Linked DNA regions of Mus musculus: region 2 is linked to region 1. The links are chromatin contacts, called in public Hi-C maps. All regions are on one chromosome and are shown on one strand. Each heading gives the region's core, a stretch centred on a gene start, on an enhancer-like site or on the middle of the called end of the contact. The rest is flanking DNA. Distances are from core to core; before and after follow the strand shown. Region 1 has its middle 54 kb from the start of Gm30812. Region 2 holds the start of Wscd2 (WSC domain containing 2).

Region 1 (2,700 bases), core at 140-2,639:
TGTGTGAGCAATGTGTGGTGTGTGTGTGTCTATGTGAGTGTGTGTATGTGTGTGTGGTGTGTGTGTGAGAGTGTGTATGTGTGTGGTGTATGAGTGTGTGTGCATGAGAGAGAGAGTGCATGTATGTAGGAGTTGTCTATCTTTTTCTAAAACTTGTTTATATCTTTTAAAAATAGAGTGAACAACAACAACAAGAAAAAAAAAACCAAACGAAACAGTCGTATCACAGTCTCAGATTTCTAGAATCTGAACACAATGCCACCACCGTCAACCCCTCACCATGAAATTCAGTTTCATGCACAAAATCATTTCAATATTGCATAAAGCATAAAGCTCACTCCAGGCCCTGTGCATAATTTGCTTATGCCACAGACATGAGTTTTATGTTCCTATCTGGGTCAGGGTATCCCACAGTGTGTGTTCAAAATCCGAAAATTCCCAAGCCTTCCTGAGAAAGGACTCCGCCTGTGATTTCCCCCAGGTGTCGACCACAGCAGCTGTGGGAATGAGTCCCAGGTGGCTTGGGAGCTTTCCTTTTGCAAACTAACGTCTTGTACAGGTCTGTCCCCACTGTCACGAGATGACACCCCCTGGACCTGGAGACCTGGGTGAGCAGGACTGTCTTATCCCACCTGAAGCAGCCGGAGGGGGTGTGGAGGAGGGCAATGCAAGTTCAGATGCATGGCTCCTTTCTGTGAAGACTTCAGTGGGGGTAGGGTGGGGCGTGGATATTCCATGGGACATAGAGTGGAGTCCTGCCCCTTCCCCTTGCTCCCCACCAGACTATCTATGCGTTGCCTGCTGTGGTTGCTACTGAGCTGTGCTTTTCATAACAGAACCGTTAGCATTAACCACAGCGCTGTCAGTGCTCTCCCAAGGGTGACCAGAGCAGCAGGGACTGTGAGCCCTCAAATTAGTAATTGTCTGGGCAGAGGTGTGTGTGGCTTGTGGCCACCTGGGGTTAGTGGTTGCAGGACTGGGTTGTGAACTGTGGGGTCTGTGCCAACTGCAACGAGCTGTCGGATGGATGCTGGCACTGAAGTCAGAGAATGGTGGTGTTTATTCACACAATATGCATACAGTCTCTCAGATAAGAGCTTAGACCCCTTCCCTTCACATCAGGGGTCTATTCCTCTGGTCTACAGCTTTTAATCAGTCTACAACACCCCTAACCCCCATGGCCAAATCCTAAAGCTTATGCTTCAGTCTCTGTTCCCTCAGCTTCTTGGGCCCGCAGTTGCAGGTCTGTAAAGACCCCAGAGATGCTATTTAAAGCCACCCCCTTGTAAACGAGAGAGCGAAAGGATGTGATCGCCTCCAGCTTGCTCAGTTGTGCCTTGGATTTGCCTGCATGCTTTATTTAGAGCATCGGATCCTGTCATGGGCTGGGAATCAAAAGCCTCACGATGGAGCGTGCAGGCTCCATTACGTTTTGTTCCGTGCCATATCTGCTGTGCTGTTAAGTTTTCCTCCGGGGCTGGCTTATACATCGAAGTGAGCATTGTCCCTTGAGAGGATAAACACTCCCTGTGCGGCTCTGCCTTGAGCACCGGGTACAGGCTGAGACATCCCTCCTTGCAACCCATCCTGGGGTCTCTGCTAAAGCTTGGTGCTCTGTTGGTTTTTTTTTGGGGGGGGGTTAATTGTCAGCTTATCTATGTTTTCTTATCCCTTGTAGAATTCATACATGTCTATAATGTAAGATGATTATATCCACCCAGAGACTCAGCTGGCTACATGCAGATCGACGCCTACAGGATTTTAAACAAGTCACAAACTCCTAGTCTGAGAAAGGGTTGCTATCCAGACTGTATGGGGGACTTGAGAAATCAATAATAAATCCAGTTAAAAATGGAAAGACAATATAAATAGTCATGTTTTAAAAAGAAGCCAACAGATTTATGATTTTTTTTTTAAAGTTTAACTTCACTAGAAACATCTGTGAAATGTCCTCTTATCCCAGAGGGATTAGGGTCACCACAGACAGTCAAAACGTTGAAATGCCCTTGTGGAAGTGGCCTCGCCCACCTCTGGTGGGGACAGCTAAACTAATAAAGCCAGTATGGCAGACAGGATGGAGATCCTCCATCAATAGACTCAGCAGCTCCTCTCCTGGGTGACTGGATCTAAAACAACTGGAGGTGAATGTTAGAAATGCCTACATCTGCAATGTGCCCGTACTGCCCCTGGCAGCTAAGATCTACCCAGTGCCCATCATCAGGTGAACAGGTTTAAAAACGTGCATTTGCTTTACCGGCAAGTATTCAACTCCAAATGTTCAGATCATCATCATTGGCAGCAAAATGGATGAAGCTCATGACCAAACAACAACAGGCAAAAGACACCTGATCCCTCAGATGTGAGTGATTTTTAGAAAATGGATTGGGGTGTGTAGCAATGATTCCCAAAGGCTCAAAAAGTGGAGGGTTCTATGTACATGGGCCTGACTGCCTTCATAGTAACCTGTTAGTACATGTGCACACGTGCACACACATGCATGCACACATGCATGCACACGTGCACACACATGCATGCACACACCCCTAGAAGAAGACTCAAAGGCTCCGTCCTGATTTGATCACAATGTACTAAACAACTGTACTGACCTGCCTCATCATGGCCCCATGTTCATGTATGACAGCATGTGATAATCAAAATCCTAAGTTTCAGGAGACAGAAATGTACTGCCCTGACATGGGC
Region 2 (2,700 bases), core at 130-2,629, 79 kb before region 1:
CTCCATCCAGTAGAAGGCTGACCCATGGCCAAGGGATCACTTCCAAACACCGCTCTTGGCCAAGGCAGAAGAGAGCATCCACTATGTCTCTACCGGACTTCAAGCCTACCAAAGACCAACCAGTATGCCCCCTGACTCCCAGCCCTCCCGGCAGGAATGGAGGACAGTGATGTCTTCCATGTGGACACAGGACTGGCCTTTTGGAAGTGTGCTTTCACTAGGGAGAAAGGGATTATAGCCAGCAGTGCTCTAGGTTGGGACAGCCTCAGGGACTCAGAGTGGGCAGCCACGGGCTGGGCAAGAGGTCACCAGGAGCCCTGGTCCCCTCAGGCCCCTTCCCTGCGGCTTGCTCCTCTCATTGAGGGGTGCAGGCAGCTCTCTCTGATTTTTTAAAGCTTTCTTTCTCCCCCTAAAGGGGCAGCCCCTCTGGAATCTCAAGGAGTGGGCTGTGCCTGTGGGGGCCTGGAAAGGAGTTGAGGGTCTCCTGGAAGGGCACTTGGGCCTGCTGGCATTTGAACGGGGGGGGGCGGGAGAGGGGCAAGTGGCTTTCTCCTACCATATGCCCCCCCCAAGGACCCACAGAAGCCAGTCTGCAAAGTGGGCTTCGCAGAGCCCACGCTGCGGGGCCCTGGCTACCGCTTGGTTCCCCAGTGCAGGCACCACCCCAAGGCCAGCTCACAGGCACCGCTCACCCCTTCTCCCCAGGCTGGAAGCTGGCCCGGCAGCGGAGTGCGAGAGTGTGATCCAAGGCCCCCCGCTGCTCCGGCAGCCCCAGGGATGTCCCCACACGCGTCCGCGGCCAGAGGAAAGTTTGTCATCTCCCCGGAGCCGACTGTCACCTCTCTGCAGCTTTGGGCTCACTGGGGACCCGTGGCTGCTGCTTACCTGGGGGAAGCGCCGAGCTCTCTGTGCCTGGTAGGGCGCAGCGAGGAGCAGGAAGCCGGGAGCCTGGAGCCTGGAGCGCAGAGAGTGGTGCGCGGAGCCAGGGCTGGGACTGAGCGAGGCTGAGGCCGGGGGTATGAGGCTGGGGCTGCGCGGGCGCCCGTACTCCCGGCCCTGCTGGAGCAGTCTGCAGCCCGAGCTCCAGAGCTCCCGCGCCCGCCGCCTCCCCGCAGCCCGGCCCGACCGCCCGCGCTTAACTCCTTGCGTCCCGGCCTCCCGCCGCGCCCGCCGCAGGCCTGGGATCCGGGCTGTGCAGTGTGCTGAGCCCCGCTCCTGGGCTGCGGCGAAATGCACCGAGACGGGGTGAAGGGCCGGCGCCTGGCTTGAGCGTGGTGCGGGCTGGCTGCCGCTGCTTGGAGACTTGGCCAGGAGCCCGCCCGGCAGGCAGCTCAAAGAAATCCAACAAAGGACAGTTTTGTTGATGGGTGTTCAGCGTGTTGTTTTAACAGGCTCTGAGTTTTGCCTGTGTGGCTTCTGGGCTGTCACACTCCCTCTCTGAGCTTGCTGGAATTCCGGCTGTGTGTCTCCGGCTCCTGGATGACTTCCACTGAGGGTCCCTGAAGGGGATCAGAAGCATCAGACAAGAGTGGAACACAGGGGCTTCTGGTTTGCAGATCTAGCTTGGCTCCGGTTAGGTCCAAGGGCGACTGGAAAAATCTAGGCGTAAATATTTTTATTTTATTTTATTTATTTACTCCCCCCCAACACCCCCCCCCACCCCCCAGACAGGGTTTCTCTATGTAGGTCTGGCTGTCCTGGAACTCTACATCATTAGAGCACACTGGCTTCGAACTCATAAAGGTCCACCTGCCTCTGCCTCTCAAGTGCTGAGCTTAAAGGTGTGAGACACTACGTCTGGCTTAGGTGTAAATATTGTGTGTGTGTGTATGTATGTGTGTGTGTGGTGTGCATGGACACCTGTGCCCACATGTATGAACTCGTGTGTCACCGTGCCTTGCGTGAAGTCAGAGAACCACCTCAGGTGTCAGTCTTTATTCTCTACCTTGCTTGAGATGGTGGCTCCTCCATCTGTGTTTGCAGATGATCGTTCGAGGGTCCTGGACTCTCTCCCCTCCCCTTCGCATGTCTTAGGGCCACTGGAGTTACAGGGTGAGCTCTTGTTTATGTGGCTACCAGGGATTTGAACTCAGGCCCTCAAGCTTACAGAACAAGTGTTGTATCTGCTGAGCCACCTCCCCAGTCCGAGATCTTGGTTTTCGTGTTTTTTTTGAATGCCGACTGTTGAGCTAAATGGAATGGGGTTCAAGTGTCCTCTCCCCTTAACTGTTTTCTGTCGGTATGGCTCTGACCAAGCTGCCTTGGTTTCCCTACATGAACAGGAGCAGCTCAGACCTTCTAGGCTGGCCATATGAGGGTTGTGGGCTGCCACACAGTATCCATATCTACCTCAGAGAAAATGGGCTTCGGGCTTGGTCGGGGGAGTGAGTTTGAGCCTAGCAGGGAGCTGTGTATAAAGATGCGGACTTAAGTTTGTACCCTGAGTATGAAATCTCTCAGTCTTCCCCAACTCATCTATTGGTATTGCCTGGAATACAAATCTCCTGCCCATTTTGCATTGGTTGTTTGATAATTCTTACCTTCCAGTTGCTTCAACAAAACAGCCAGCAAAAACAGCTGAGGAAGAGGTTTCCTTTGGCTTCCATGTCCTTCAGGGAGGGGAAGCCACAGTTGGGGAGCAGAGGCGAATGAGGTGCTCCGCTTGAGGACTCTAGCCCATGGGACGACACCAACCACGTT

Evidence for each region. Hi-C and Micro-C count contacts between places; a contact is called where the count stands out from the background.
Region 2: a Hi-C map of cortical neurons shows a contact between it and region 1, with 2.1 times the contacts expected there. The contact joins the promoter of Wscd2 here to the enhancer-like site in region 1. A contact is called at or near these places in 3 of 39 promoter capture datasets (embryonic stem cells, frontonasal cranial neural crest and maxillary cranial neural crest), 3 of 484 Hi-C or Micro-C datasets (cortical neurons, embryonic stem cells and uterus), 4 of 115 datasets of contacts at active chromatin or transcription factors (embryonic forebrain, forebrain, neural progenitor cells and 1 more) and 1 of 9 other capture datasets (pancreatic islet).

What each region holds. Positions count from the first base shown.
Region 1 is chr5:113,409,845-113,412,544 of GRCm38.p6, reverse strand. No RefSeq gene overlaps it. Among named protein-coding and RNA genes, the nearest start is that of Gm30812, 54 kb to the left of the region's middle. Within about 2 kb of position 1,389, at least 11 of the 459 cell types and tissues checked have an H3K27ac peak or open chromatin away from gene starts, as enhancers often do. A contact at or near this core is called in cortical neurons, where this site is marked.
Region 2 is chr5:113,489,126-113,491,825 of GRCm38.p6, reverse strand. It overlaps Wscd2 (WSC domain containing 2), which reads right to left and starts at 1,379. Exons shown (of 9, transcript NM_177292.3): 1 at 886-1,379.